Linked DNA regions of Pan troglodytes: region 1 is linked to region 2. A link is a contact called in public HiChIP or PLAC-seq data. All regions are on one chromosome and are shown on one strand. The core of a region is the stretch at or near the end of the contact, and the rest is flanking DNA. Distances in the headings are between cores, read along the strand shown.

What was found. HiChIP or PLAC-seq counts read pairs in DNA pulled down with a chosen protein or histone mark.
Region 1: an H3K4me3 HiChIP or PLAC-seq map of stem cell-derived excitatory neurons shows a contact between it and region 2, with 4 times the contacts expected there. The contact joins the promoter of PXN here to the promoter of RPLP0 in region 2. A contact is called at or near these places in 1 of 7 Hi-C or Micro-C datasets (induced pluripotent stem cells) and 1 of 1 datasets of contacts at active chromatin or transcription factors (stem cell-derived excitatory neurons).

The regions. Positions count from the first base shown.
Region 1 is chr10:127,064,681-127,067,543 of NHGRI_mPanTro3-v2.0_pri, reverse strand. It overlaps PXN (paxillin), which reads left to right and starts at 1,302. Exons shown (of 11, transcript XM_509424.8): 1 at 1,302-1,471. The coding sequence starts at 1,459. It overlaps LOC101059613 (nucleoside diphosphate kinase, mitochondrial), which reads right to left and starts at 1,460. Exons shown (of 3, transcript XM_003952321.6): 1 at 1,152-1,460; 2 at 823-956. The coding sequence starts at 1,460.
Region 2 is chr10:127,000,526-127,003,386 of NHGRI_mPanTro3-v2.0_pri, reverse strand. It overlaps RPLP0 (ribosomal protein lateral stalk subunit P0), which reads left to right and starts at 1,347. Exons shown (of 8, transcript XM_063785093.1): 1 at 1,347-1,652; 2 at 1,904-2,005. The coding sequence starts at 1,952. LOC104001712 (a long non-coding RNA gene) reads right to left here and starts at 1,443. Exons shown (of 4, transcript XR_010147801.1): 1 at 1,316-1,443.

The DNA of each region.
Region 1 (2,863 bases), core at 53-2,552, 64 kb before region 2:
CCCAGCAGGAGGCAGGAGAATCACTTGAACCTGGGATGCGGAGGTTGCAGTGAGCTGAGATTGCACCACTGCACTCCAACCTGGGCGACAGATTGGGACTCCATCTCAAACAAAAACAAAAACACAAAAACTAAAACAAAATAGAGGTATGTGCAAGATGCTGGAAAAGCACGCAATAGAGTGTTTGAGGAACAGTCTTTGGTCTTGAATTTATTATAGGAGAATGTGGCAGCCACAGAAGCTGCTTGGATCTGCCTTTATAAAATGACTGAACATGGTGGGAGCATTGGAACCCGGATACTTCTGCCCAAGGAGACTTCTCATTTTTTTTGTCCTGGAATTCCCTGATGGGTTGACCTGTTTGTCAGATCTGAGTCTCCTTGCCCAACCCTGCTTATTTCCCCTTCTCTGTCACGGGCATTACCCCTAGCTTTATCTCAGCATCTCATCTGCTTTCTGGAGGACCTGATCTGACCCAGAAGGCCTGGATTCTTGAGGGACAAGGGGAACTTGAAGCTGTACTTGCAGAGCAGTTTTATATAAAATCCACAAACTGCCATCACCCATCCCAACGGGTAGGGAAGTACCTCTAGGAGGATTAATTTAGAGAATAGCTATATAGTGTCTGTCTATTCAGACACTCAATAAATGGTAGCTGTTATTATTACCCAATTTCCGAGTGGGTGGGAGCACTGGGTGTGACTTTCCTGTAGTTTTCCCTTTAATGTCTAATCTGGGGTCCCCTCTGCCCCATGCAGTTTTGGAAAAGTGTCTAGGGAGGGTGGCTGTGTGGAAGTAATATTAAGAGAGATGGAACCACACAGGTATTGGGTTTGGGCCAGAAAGGGTGAACTGCGAGCTGCACTGCCATTGATCCAGAGGACGACCCCAGGAAAGGTCAGCCACGGGCTCCGGGCCTTGCCTGGTACTGATTTATGGTCCTCCTGGGTGGTGACCTACAGGTGACAGACGGACAGGTGGGCAAAACTGACTGTCCAGTGGACAGGCATGTGATGACCCAGTGGCTGACGAATGCACAGACACATGGCTGACTGTGGACGGATTTGTCATCCGCAGGGTCAGGCAAGTGACTTTGAGAGGGACAGAAAGATGGATGGGAGTGGCTGGAGGCCTGGGAGCCGCCCACCTGCCCCCTTAGCCGCGAGGGGGCGCCACCGCCCCGCCCAGCGACGCCCACTGCCCGGGCTCTTGGCGGGGGCGGGACCAGCGTGCGCAGGGGGCGGGGCCAGCAAGCTCGCGGGGTGTCCGGGGGCGGGGCGCGCGTGCACAAGGGGGCGGCCGGGGGCGGGGCGCGCGGCGGGCGAGGGCGCGGGCGCGCGCGGCGGCGGCGCGTTCCGTTCCGGGCCAAGCCTCGCGGCGGAAAAGTTGCGGGGCATAGAGGAGCGGCCCCGGGACGGGCAGCTAGCGCGACCCTGAGCCGGCGCCCGTGGTCCGGCCATGGACGACCTCGGTGAGTGAGCGGGAGGCCGAGGGAGGAGGAGGCGAGAGGCGCGCAGCTTGGGGCCAGGAGGGCGCCAGCGAGCGGCAGGGGCCGCGGGATCCCACCCTCGGCGGCCCCGGCCTCAGCTCCCGTCCCTGCCGGCCGGGGCTCCGCGGGGCTGGGATCCCTAACCGGGCCTTAGTCCCGGGCCAGGCCGGCCCCGGCACCGACAGCACAGCAGCGACCCCCCGTCTGGGACGGCTTCACCTCTGGACCCCCGACCTCGGGGACCCATCACCATCTCCCAGAAGGGCCCCAGGGACCAGCCCGCCCCGCAGGGACCCACCCCGTCCGCTGCAGGGACGAGACTTCCTGCGGCAGACCACCTCGTCAGCTACGGGACCCTCACCTCGCAGACCTCTCCCCACCCCCACCTCACAGATCGACCGCCCAACTCGGGGAGCAGCTGCCCGATCTCATGGGCTGCTCCCTCATTTCCTCGACCTGCTCCCCGTCCCTCCAGGGCCGCCCCCCACTTCACAGACTAGCACCCCCCTTCAGGGATAACCCCTCGGAGCCCACCCCTTTCATTTCACAAGTCAGATGCAAAAGCTAGAGATGAGCGTGTGATGACCACACCCCCATTTCAAAGACAAGTTTCCCAGTCTGCCTGCTCTTCTGACCCCCCACTTCAAATCTGGTCACCCTGTTTCAAGGACCCATCACTCATTTTCTCTCACTGACCTCCCCGCTCTGTGGACCAGCCCCTCAATTCACAGACCAGTCCGTCTTCCATGGTATCTCAGTCTAGAACGGTAATTTGGGAGTCCTGATTCTCTCCCCACCCCTAGATTCTGGTGAAATGCCAGGGGAATGAGGTGGAAGGTGGGCCCCAAGGTATGACCATCCCTGAACGTGTCCTGGCTAGCAGGGTCCCCTCCACCCTCTCTGCGTCAGGCCCTGCTGGAAGCCACGCAGGTGAAAGAGGACAGGATGCCCAGAACAGAGTTTTACTGTTTTCCTGTTATTGGAGCCCCAAGGTTACTCTTTTCAGTCCAGTCTTGATCTGGTGTTAGGGGAAAGAAAGTATCTCCTGGAAGCCGACTCTAAACCCAAGGGGGTTGGTGCCAGGGTTCTAGGAATGCCTTGGGTGGCGTGAACGCAGGAGTGGGAGGATTCGCTGTCTCTCCCTTCCCTTCACGCCTGTAGCTGGAGGGCCCTGAGCTTGGGAGGTGAGGAGGGGGGCAACGTTTCTTCTCTGTAGGAGCCTTGTCTTTCCTCTCTGGACTGTGGGTGGCTTGTGTGACCACTGATGCTTCCTCTGTCCCAGGCTCTGAGGAGTAGATTCAGCAGACAGGACTGATGGACCTCTACCAAGCAGCGCCGGCACTAAGTTAAGACTGGCTATTTGTAGGTGCTGGA
Region 2 (2,861 bases), core at 98-2,597:
ATGTCTCATTCTTGTAATCCCAGCAATTTAGGAGGCCAGGGTGGGAGGATTGCTTGAGCCCAGAAGTTTGACATCAGCCTAGGCAACATGGCAAGACCCCATCTATACAAAAAGTACAAAAAATTAGCTTGGCGTGGTGGTGTGCGCCTGTAGTCCTAGCTACTTGGGAGGCTGAGGTGGGAGGATCACTTCAGCCTGGGAGGTCAAGTCTGCAATGAACTGAGATTGCTCCACTACACTCTAGCCTGGGCAACGGAGTGAGACTGCTTCTCAAAAAAAAAAAAAAAAAAAAAAAAAGATTTGATGGAGGTGAATTATTCTGTGGATGTTTGTTGGCTAGTTTTCTAGGAAGAGGGAATGGCTAATGCAAGAGCCCCCAAGTAAAGCCTGCTCTGGAAAAGCAGCAGAGCATCATCTGGGTAGAAAGCAAGTAAGTGAGGAGGAAAACATCTGAGATGATCAGAGTGGGCGTGAGGGACAGATAGGTAAGGGCCTTGTAGGTACTTTAGGTTTTAGATTTTTACTCTGTAGAAAACGGAAAGTTTTAAGCAGATAAGGAGATGAGCTGACTTAGGTTTTTTTTTTTTTTTTTTTTTGAGATGGAGTCCCTCTCTGTCACCCAGGCTAGAGTGCAATGGTGTGATCTTAGCTCACTGCAGAGCTCACAGCTCCCGGGTTCAAGCGATTCTTCTGCCTCGGCCTCCTGAGTAGCTGGGATTACGGGCATGCGCCACCCCACCTGGCTAATTTTTGTATTTTTAGTAGAGACGGGGTTTTGCCATGTTGGCCAGGCTAGTCTCGGACTCCTGACCTCAGGTGATCCACCCGCCTCGTCCTCCCGAAGTGCTGGGAGTATAGGCGTGAGCCACCGCGCCCGGCCAGGTTTTAAAGGATCCCTCTGTTTTGGTAGGCGGAAAAACTAGAGAAGACGAGAGACCATTCTGAGGCCGGGCGCGGCGGGTCACGCCTGTAATCCCAGCACTTTGGGAGGCCGAGGCGGGCAGATCACAAGGTCAGGAGATCGAGACCATCCTGGAGAACATGATGAAACCCCGTCTCTACTAAAAATACAAAAAAAAAAAAAAAAAAAAAATTAGCCGAGCACGGTGGCGGGCGCCTGTAGTCCCAGCTACTCCGGAGGCTGAGGCAGGAGAATGGCGTGAACCCGGGAGGCGGAGCTTGCAGTCAGCCGAGATGGCGCCACTGCGCTCCAGCCTGGGCGACAGAGCGACACTCCGTCTCAAAAAAAAAAAAAAAAAAGAGAAACCATTCTGTTTCTAAGCATGTGCAATTATGTCTCAGCTCCACGTCATACCTTTTAGTTTGCTGAGCTCGCCAGGTGGCACAGGGAACCGGGACTCCGAATTCTGAGCTCCAGCTCCAGCCCAGCAGGTGGCAGCAGCTCAGAGCAAGCTCCTCCAACGCGAGGCAGCGCCTTCCTTCGCGACCCTACTTAAAGGCGGCTTTCCGTTGGCTGGAGTGGCAGCGATATTATCCAATGGTTGCCTGTATTCGTTCAGCTTTGTCGGATGGGCGATGGCGCAGCCAATAGACAGGAGCGCTATCCGCGGTTTCTGATTGGCTACTTTGTTCGCATATAAAAGGCACGCGCGGGCGCGAGGCCCTTCTCTCGCCAGGCGTCCTCGTGGAAGGTTCGTGTGCTAGTTAGATGGGCGCCAGGGGTCGCCGGCGGGAAGCATGGAGGGGTCTTTGGGGGCCTTTGGGAACATGGAGTCCTATTCTGTTCCGCCTGGGGCCTCGGTGGCGGCTTGCATGCCCCGAGATGACGGCCGCTGCCCTAGGCAGGGCCGGCGGGCGATTGCGCGTGTCCTGCTCCTCTTAGGCCCGGGACCGCGGGATGGGTGTCGGCGTGACCAGGTCTGAGCTCCCTGTCTCTCCTCAGTGACATCGTCTTTAAACCCTGCGTGGCAATCCCTGACGCACCGCCGTGATGCCCAGGGAAGACAGGGCGACCTGGAAGTCCAACTACTTCCTTAAGATCATCGTAAGTGCAGGGTGGGTCGCCTCTGCCCTTCATGTTGCCCCAGCGCAAATAGGGACAGTCAGCTGCTATGTGCTGAGGGTCTACTCACACCGGCTACTGAATTAGGCCATTTTTGGGAAAATACTGTTCAGTTAACAATTTCCTGAGATAGGTCCCTTCTGTTGCAGATAAACGGGCTCAGGCAAGTTAAGTGGGTCCTAAGATGACAGCATTCATATCCAGGTCTGTCTGGCTTCCAAAAGAGCGCGCTTTATACATCTTTTTTTTTTAAACGGAGTCTCGCTCTGTTGTCCAGGCTGAAGTGCAGTGGCTTGATCTTGGCTCACTGCAACCTCCGCTTCCCAGGTTCAATCGATTCTCCTGCTTCAGCCTCCCGAGTAGCTGGGATTACAGGGGCGCGACACCACACCCAGCTAATTTTTGTATTTGCAGTAGAGACAGGGATTCACCATGTTGGCCAGGATGGTCTCGATCTCTTGACTTCATGATCCACCTTCCTCGGCCTCCCTAAGTGCTAGGATTACAGGTGTGAGCCACCGCGCCTGGCCGCACATTACAGTTTTACTCCATTTTTGAGAAGGTCTGAGGTCAGGAATGACTCATTGTAAGGAAGCAAGCTGTTGCATATTTAGGACCTGTCAGCCAAGAAACTTAAGTGTCCAATGACTTTTGGATGGCCTTTGAGGTGGGTCTCCCTTGCCCAGAAATGCTGACTGTACTGCGCTTAAGCAATTAGGCAGCATTGTAGAGCATAGCTTGTATTACATTTTCCCACACTTAGAAGGTTTTCAGACACAAAACCCAAAGGAATTGTGTAACAATCCGGATAAACACGCCTAGATTGTTTTTACAAATA